2 separate regions of the Capsicum annuum genome follow, and region 2 is linked to region 1. The links are chromatin contacts, called in public Hi-C maps. All regions are on one chromosome and are shown on one strand. Each heading gives the region's core, a stretch centred on a gene start, on an enhancer-like site or on the middle of the called end of the contact. The rest is flanking DNA. Distances are from core to core; before and after follow the strand shown.

Region 1 (3,778 bases), core at 725-3,224:
ATTTGATATTTTATAAAATAATATGATTTAAAATATGTAACAATTAGGATTCAAAGAAGATCACAATAGAAAATATTGATATTTTTATAAATTTGTGGGTACATAATTCTTTAGTTATAGGTAAAAATAAATTCTATTTATTGAGTTTTAGTTTCTCTCATGATTTCAGTGGTAAGAGTTTTGCAACATATATTTTTTTTCATCTTATAGAATTATATGAAATAAAATATTTCAATAACTTCAAGTTTATATTATAACAATTATAACCTTAATTTAGAGTCATTATATAAGTTAACTTAATAATGGTCTATAAAATATTAAACGATAATTAAACTAACATTAACAGATTACTCCATTTGGTCTATTAAGTTATTATGTATAATTTTTATACGCCCCTTAAAATAATCGCCCCATTTTAATTATTCTTCTGTATTTTTTTCATATCCATCAAGAAAAATAATAATACAAGATATTATGTGTTAAGTTATTTTATGTATTATATATTTTTGGAGGATTGAATATAATGAAAAATCTATAAGGTAGTAGTTGAAATCATTGCAAAATTTAATTTTGTATTAAGTTATCTTAAATAATTTTTTTGAGTTAAAGTTATTGTTGATTATGAAGGAAATTTTAATTAAAAAATAATCTAACAAGTGGTAAGAAGAAACCAATTGCAAAAATCCAAATGCAATGATCTTAACAAGAAGAATGAGGGCAAAAATGAAAATATATAAGAAAAACCACAATTACTTGCTATGTTCAAGAACCTTATTTGACCATAAAAATTAGAATACCAAAAATGCCCTTGTGAGGACTACCAAAAGTGCAACATCTTCTCTTATATATATCTATAATGTTTGTCTAGAGTTAGCAGCCAAACATTGAATAAATATTGCTGCGATGTGTCTTTGACAACTAAACTAATAATTTTGTGATGAAGACGAGTTTAATGAGTTATTAAATGGGCCAGTATGGGGATTTTGGGAAAGGTTTAACAGTAATAAGTTTAATGGCTCTATTTTGTATTTTATTATTATTTCTATGCTGATATGTGAGTGCTCCAAATCAATGTTACAGGTGACCACACCTTTCCTTTTCAAGCTAATTCCTGCTGTGGTGCATCTTGGAGTACTACTGCGGTGGTTCTCACCTGAAACTCCAAGTGAGGTAACTTTCCCATGTAAAGAATGACTGGTCTTTTGCAGTTTTATCAGCTCACTTGGTTATATTTTCCCTTGAATGCTTACCTGTGTTAAGAGTTGAGATCGTGGAAATGATTCTTCTTCCAGATTGGACCCAAGGGAGATATCCTACGCACTGACAGTTCTAAGCGTATCAGTGTACTGCTCCAAGGATCCCATGATTCATGATAGTTAAATAAAAAAATATGAAGCAGCAAAAACAGATATCAATTTAACCTGGTGACATTCTGATGCTAGAAGACACGAGTGTAAAAGAAGAGTCGACTAACTGGACAGTTCATAATCATGAAGCTCCTATGCAGCAACAATTGGGTAGTCTTCTTTGATACATCGGAGAGGTCGCAAAATTCAGAGCACTTGACCTATCTGCGAACGTTTTGTGGCATTTAATTTTTAATACGTCATTATTTCCCCATTAGTAGGTGCTACATACAAATCATGTCCATCTGTAATGCAATTGTTTATATTCTCTAGTTTGATTTTAGTTTTGTTCTTTTCGGGGTCGTGTCAAAATAGCCCCATCACACTGTAAATAGATGATCGATCACACATTATTGTAAGAATTGTAGTTGTATGTACACAACTGATCCTGAAATTTTCATGTGGAGTAACCAGTGCATACAATTCCATGCAACTCCAACACCCTGTTCATCCTTGCCACTGACACATCCCTCCCCTAACAAAGCATCAAAACTCCAGCTGATCTTATTTGGCATACGTAGTTTTCAAAGTTTTCACTTCAGAATGAAAAGCTGCTACTGGAATATCCAACTGGCAATGCTAAAGACAGAGCACAAATGAATTTGCCAAGTTTACCTTTGCTGCCTGAAAACATATTAAGAGCGTCTTCGTATATTACTATTTGAAAGCTGTATGCTGCAGTAATAACCACGTAGCTTTGGAGGTGTGTTAAGATTCTCACCATCTGTTTTTCTGTGCCAAGACCTTGTATGAAGCAAGAATCGTGTTATCTAATGACAGTATTGTTTTTGATATATTTGCTTGATTGGTTTGAAGCAACAGAAAGAAATCAAAAGTAAATGAAATGAAAGCTAATGGACTTTTAAATATGGAGTGTCGTTTTACTTCAGTTCTCTTCCCTTGTTTTGTTCGAACCCTACAACTTCACCTCAGCATTCTTTTTAAATTCTGCAGTGTCTGATTCAGTTGCACACCTCACTGTTTAGATCTTGATCTCAAGGTTAAATTCACAAAGCAAATAGTGAAGAGTTCTCTCTCTCTAATCAGGAATATTATCCTGTCAGAGAACACCAATTTTAGAATTTTGGATCAAAATGGAGTTAATGAGGGACAAATATAATAAATGAGTTTGTCAAAATTTTCATGATTAAAATGGTGAAAATGCATGGACAATGGAACACCTTTAGTGTGTACTTTTCACGTTTGAAAAGAGATTTGTTAAATATATTTATACTGAAGGTGCTCTTAGAATTATGAGCCTTTAGTGAATTTTTTACATTTTTAAGAAAGGTTCATCTCCTTTAATGCACCTTCAGTATTTATTTTGCTATTCAAAAATGAAAAGACTACTTCAGTATTTATTTTGTTATTTAAAAATGAAAAAACCATCATTTTCTAAACTGATGGGACAATAGGAGATGACTTTTTTACACCCTAAAAGTTCATGTCCATCAATACACTTTCAAGCAAATTATAAGATATTCTTAAATAGAGAGTTTTCTCCCACAAATGATTTTTGTATACCTTCAACATTAATTTTTCGTTACTCCATATATGGACATGCAATACAGTGCCATTATTAAGTTGAGGTGAAAAATTATAAGAAATTGTTGAGTGACATAAAAAAGAGCATGCACTTTTAATGAAAGAATAGTATAAACTCACAAAATTTTAATTCAAATTTTGGTTTGGGGGCTTCTCACTTACAATATAGTATAATATAAGTTAAATAAAAGGTCAAGCATAAATTATCTTTTTAGTTAACTTCAATCGAGCATAAATTATTTAAACTATTGACACATAATAAAATCTTATAAAATAATATGATTAAAATAAGTCTTTTAGTTCATAACAACAACTGATAAATTAAAAAGCAAACTAATAAAGAAAGTACATAATATAACGTTACAAATAAAAATACATTTTAGCTATTGCCTATCACTATTATTTGCATGTCTTTGGTTCGGACAACTACATCTGTAATTTGTAATTTGCTTAAGTGCATCATTGTAATTTGCTTGAAGGTGCATTGATACACATGAGCCTTTAGGGTGTGAAAAATGTCTTCTGTTTGTCCTATCAGTTTAGTAAATGTCAAACTTTTCAGATTTTTGAATAGCAAAATAAATGAAAAAGGAATAAATATATCTCCGAACTATGATAAATGATATGTATATAACCTCTATCATATTTTGAGTACACATATACCTCTGTCGTTAATGAAATGGTATGTATATATTCTTTTTTATTTTATTTTTTTATCCTAAATAATTAATTCAAACCCACTATCTGATCCGGTCTTAATTAAAATTCAAGAGACGACAATCTAACATATGTGTTTTTTCCACCCCTATATGATTGATATACGCACA
Region 2 (4,207 bases), core at 1,298-3,797, 350 kb after region 1:
CAATCCATGAATCAAGGTTTAAACTCATGATCCCTGAGAGAAATTTTCAACTTTCGATACTTTTTCCTCTATTTATCGATAAGAATCAACCTATGACTCATAAGTTGGTTCCACGACTAGCCTACCATGAGTCATAGTACGACTCATGGTCTCTTTGTACAACTCGTACAATGAGTCGTACTGGTCCGAAAACTATGATTTTCATCTAGTTTTCTAGTCTAAATCTGAGTTTAAGCATGGAAAACTTTTAAGGTGTTACTTCAATAATATGAATCATTACAGCTATATAATGTAGCATATTGTATTAAAGAAGATGGAGAGCTTATGCTTGAAGGAAAATAAGCCAAGTTCCTTTTTCAATAGATAAGATTAAATATTCAACTATTTATTATTTGTTTTTCTACAAAGAAATAAATATTCTCCAAGATTTGAGTGAACTGGAGAAGCATAAAGTTGTCCATGGAGCTTATCGTCTTTTTGTTGGTTTCTCTTCTTCTTCACAGTCATTGAGGAGATTGAAAATGGGCTACTTTTTTTAATCTTCATGTTTGCATCGAAACAAAATATAGTGTCAAAAAATTACAAATAAGAAAATGTGATAGATGATTTGTTTTTCAACGTTACTGGAACATTAGTGTCTTGTCAGAGTAGAAACAATATATCCAAATTGTTGTTTTAAAAAGTTACCTTACCTTTTTAAAAAACTTTTGTTAGTAACTAGGTCAAAATCACCCATTTTATTTGGTTAAAGATTAAATGTGCGACACCTAATATCACAAAGACTAAAAAAGAAATTATGTAATAATTTAAGGACCAAAATCGTTTTTTCCTAAATTATAGCATCAAATTAACTTCGGCAATGCCCTCTTGACCAAATTAAGCCATTATTTGTATCAATTCACCAAAATAATAGTATTTAAAAAAAAATAAAAAAAAATTACAAAACTAGAGTAAATATAGTTGCCAATAATGAATTAGATGTTATGTTGTTCAAAAAAATCAACGGCAAAAAGTTCAATCTCTAACAGTGTTAAATATAAAAACATTACTGGGGGTAACGTTTTATAAGCAATTTGTTACCGTAAGTAACGAAACTCTGCGACTCTGACACCTTAGAATCGTTGTGCTAAATTTGATGTTAAATTCGTTACTATAAATCAAGTGTTATTGATAAATCGTTACGGTCAGTAACGGTTCTATTGAATTCATACTTATATAGTGATACTCACAAATCCTGTTTAAAATAGATTTTGGACCGTCTAAAATATCCTATTAAGTTTTAATCATTTTAGAAGAAATAAAATTTAATGCTTATCTGATACTCACAAAATTACCATTTTTTAAAACCTTTTTCATTAATGATTTTCTCGTTCTAAATTAAAATATTAAATTTAGTTATATATTATGTTAATTTACCGAATTTAAGTTATGCACTTAATAGTAAATAATCTATTATAACATGTTAATTTTTTAAATTAGCAAAGTATATGTTAACCTATGAACTTTACTCACCGTCAATATCTAATGTCTTGTTAGTTATCTTTCACATGATTAATTGAGTATTTGAATTTCTTGCAACTAATTTCTCTTTTTCTTTTCCTCGACGCCATATCTTCTTCCTCTCTATCCTCTATGCCCGTAAATGGATTCGATAGAATCGTTAATGGTAGTAACAATTTAACTGTAAAATGTGATTCATGATAATAATTTTAATATCAATGGTAGTAGAGTCACACAGGTTCATTACTTTGGATAACAAATTACTTATAAAAAGTTACTCCTAGTAACATATTTATATTTAACACTGTTAAAAATTAGTTGTTTGTCCATTGATATTTTTGAATAAAATAATACCGAATATGTTACTATAAACTACGTTTATTCTACTTTTGTAAATTTTCAAAATATTTAGTAGGCGTTTGATCATGAAAATTGATTTTTTTTGAAGTTAGAGTTGACATTAGAATTGAAGTTGAAGTTGTGTTTGACTATATCTTTTTAACATTTTATTTGAACTTTTGAAAGACTTTTTTAAATATAATTTTATACTCCCAATTTTTAACTGTCAAAATCATCCAACTTAACTAATTTACCTACAAAATACAATCAAATGTGAGAGGAGACAATAATATTGCATTTGTTGTTGGTATTGCATAAAGTGTTGCTTTTTGTTGTATCACGAGGAGATTTTAAGGAAGGACGAATAAAATTAAAGTTGCTTTTTGGGGTCTTTTATCAATAGAAGTAAGAAGAAGTAGACACTGTGGTAGTTAGACATTTAACTCTGAATAATGAATGAAATTAGTAGGGTGTTTTATTGTAAAAATATAAAAATGGAGTTATTTGTAATAATAAATAAAGTTGAAGTTGAAATTTGAAAAAAAGTGTGGAATTAGATTTAAAATTCTCGTAGTCAAATACCTCAATTTTCACTAAAATAAAATAATTTTTTAAAAAAAAGTGAAATATTTTTATAATGAAACGGTCCTTATTATTTTGATAAATTAATTTAAATAATGGCTTAATTGGGTCAAAATATCTGTAACGCAACACACCTCACCAGTGTTATAAGCCCAATTCATTTCTTCTATCACGTAGCAGAAGAGAAACACGAAACACCTTATTCCATAGATCAATAACAACCAAGTCCTATTCATATTTTTCTTCGTGAGTTTGAACTTTGAAGGATGGGAGCCGATGTTGAAGAAAATGAGTTGAAGAAATTGGAATACCTCTCTCTAATATCTAAGGTATGTTCCGAATTGGAGGCACATTTAGGGTTTGGTGATAAGGTTTTAGCTGAATTTATAACTGAACTTGGTAAAAATTGCTTAACAGTAGATGAATTTGATGCTAAATTGAAAGAAAGTGGTGCTGAAATGCCAGATTATTTCGTTAGAACATTGCTAACTATAATCCATGCTATTTTGCCTCCTAATGCGACGTCCAAGTCGGACAAAGATTTGAACAAGGATGAAGACGATTCCGAGTTTTCAGCTCTGAAGATAAAAGATAATAGAGAACGGGTTAAGGAATTGGAGAAGGAGATTGAGCTGGAGGCCAAGAGTAAGAGGAGAGATGGTGAGGAAGAAGAACATGATAGGAGGCGAGAGAGGGATAGAGATTTTAGAAGAGAAAGGGGTAGAGACAGGGATAGGGATAGGGATAGGGATAGGGATAGGGATCGAGATAGAGATGATTATCATGATCGTAGATCTGAACGTAGAGCTTCAGAAAGGCGCAGGGACAGGGACAGGGACAGGGATAAAGATGATAATACATATGCAAAGGGTAGAAGAGATCAGCATGAGCAAGACAGGGATTATGATTGGAATGATAGAAGAAAATTGAGGGATCATGTGGATGAGCCAGAGTTATATGCAGTATACAAGGGGAGGGTATCAAGGGTGATGGATTCTGGTTGTTTTGTTCAACTGAATGATTGTAGAGGGAAAGAAGGCTTGGTGCATGTTTCACAACTTGCTACTAGAAGGGTCAGTAATGCCAAAGATTTAGTAAAGCGAGACCAGGAAGTTTTTGTGAAGGTTATCTCTATTAGTGGGCAGAAGCTGAGTTTGTCAATGAGAGATGTTGATCAGAATACAGGAACGGATCTGTTGCCATTGAAGAAGAGCTCTGGAGATGATGGGTTGAGAACTAATCCTTCAGGCATGAATGGTGAAGGCTCTAAGACCAGGATTGGCCTGTCAGGAATCAGGATTATGGAGCAGGAGGATGCAGCTCCATCGTGGAGACCGTTGAAGAGGATGAGTTCACCTGAAAAGTGGGAAGCGAAACAACTTATTGCTGCAGGTGTTTTGGGGGTGCAGGAACATCCCATGTTTGATGAAGAAGGGGACGGAATGCTATATCAGGAAGAAGGTGCTGAAGAAGAGCTTGAGGTTGAGTTGAATGAAGACGAACCCCCTTTCTTGCAAGGGCAGAGTCGTTATTCAGTTGATATGTCCCCTGTTAAAATTTTCAAAAACCCTGAAGGATCATTGAGTCGTGCTGCTGCGCTACAATCAGCTCTGATAAAGGAGAGAAGGGAAGTAAGGGAGCAGCAACAGAGAACGATGCTTGATTCCATCCCAAAGGATCTCAACAGACCATGGGAAGACCCAATGCCAGAGACAGGTGAGAGGCATTTGGCACAGGAGCTTAGGGGGGTTGGTTTGTCTGCCTATGACATGCCAGAATGGAAGAA

Evidence for each region. Hi-C and Micro-C count contacts between places; a contact is called where the count stands out from the background.
Region 2: a Hi-C map of leaf shows a contact between it and region 1, with 3 times the contacts expected there. The contact joins the promoter of LOC107852187 here to the enhancer-like site in region 1. A contact is called at or near these places in 2 of 5 Hi-C or Micro-C datasets (leaf and placenta).

Annotation. Positions count from the first base shown.
Region 1 is chr7:111,735,182-111,738,959 of UCD10Xv1.1, forward strand. LOC107877905 (K(+) efflux antiporter 4-like) reads left to right here. Exons shown (of 20, transcript XM_047393657.1): 19 at 1,081-1,170; 20 at 1,261-1,839. The coding sequence ends at 1,266. Among protein-coding and RNA genes, the nearest start is that of LOC124885757, 15 kb to the right of the region's middle. Within about 2 kb of position 1,975, at least 3 of the 5 cell types and tissues checked have an H3K27ac peak or open chromatin away from gene starts, as enhancers often do. A contact at or near this core is called in leaf, where this site is marked.
Region 2 is chr7:112,081,387-112,085,593 of UCD10Xv1.1, forward strand. It overlaps LOC107852187 (probable pre-mRNA-splicing factor ATP-dependent RNA helicase DEAH5), which reads left to right and starts at 2,548. Exons shown (of 2, transcript XM_016697245.2): 1 at 2,548-4,207. The coding sequence starts at 2,688.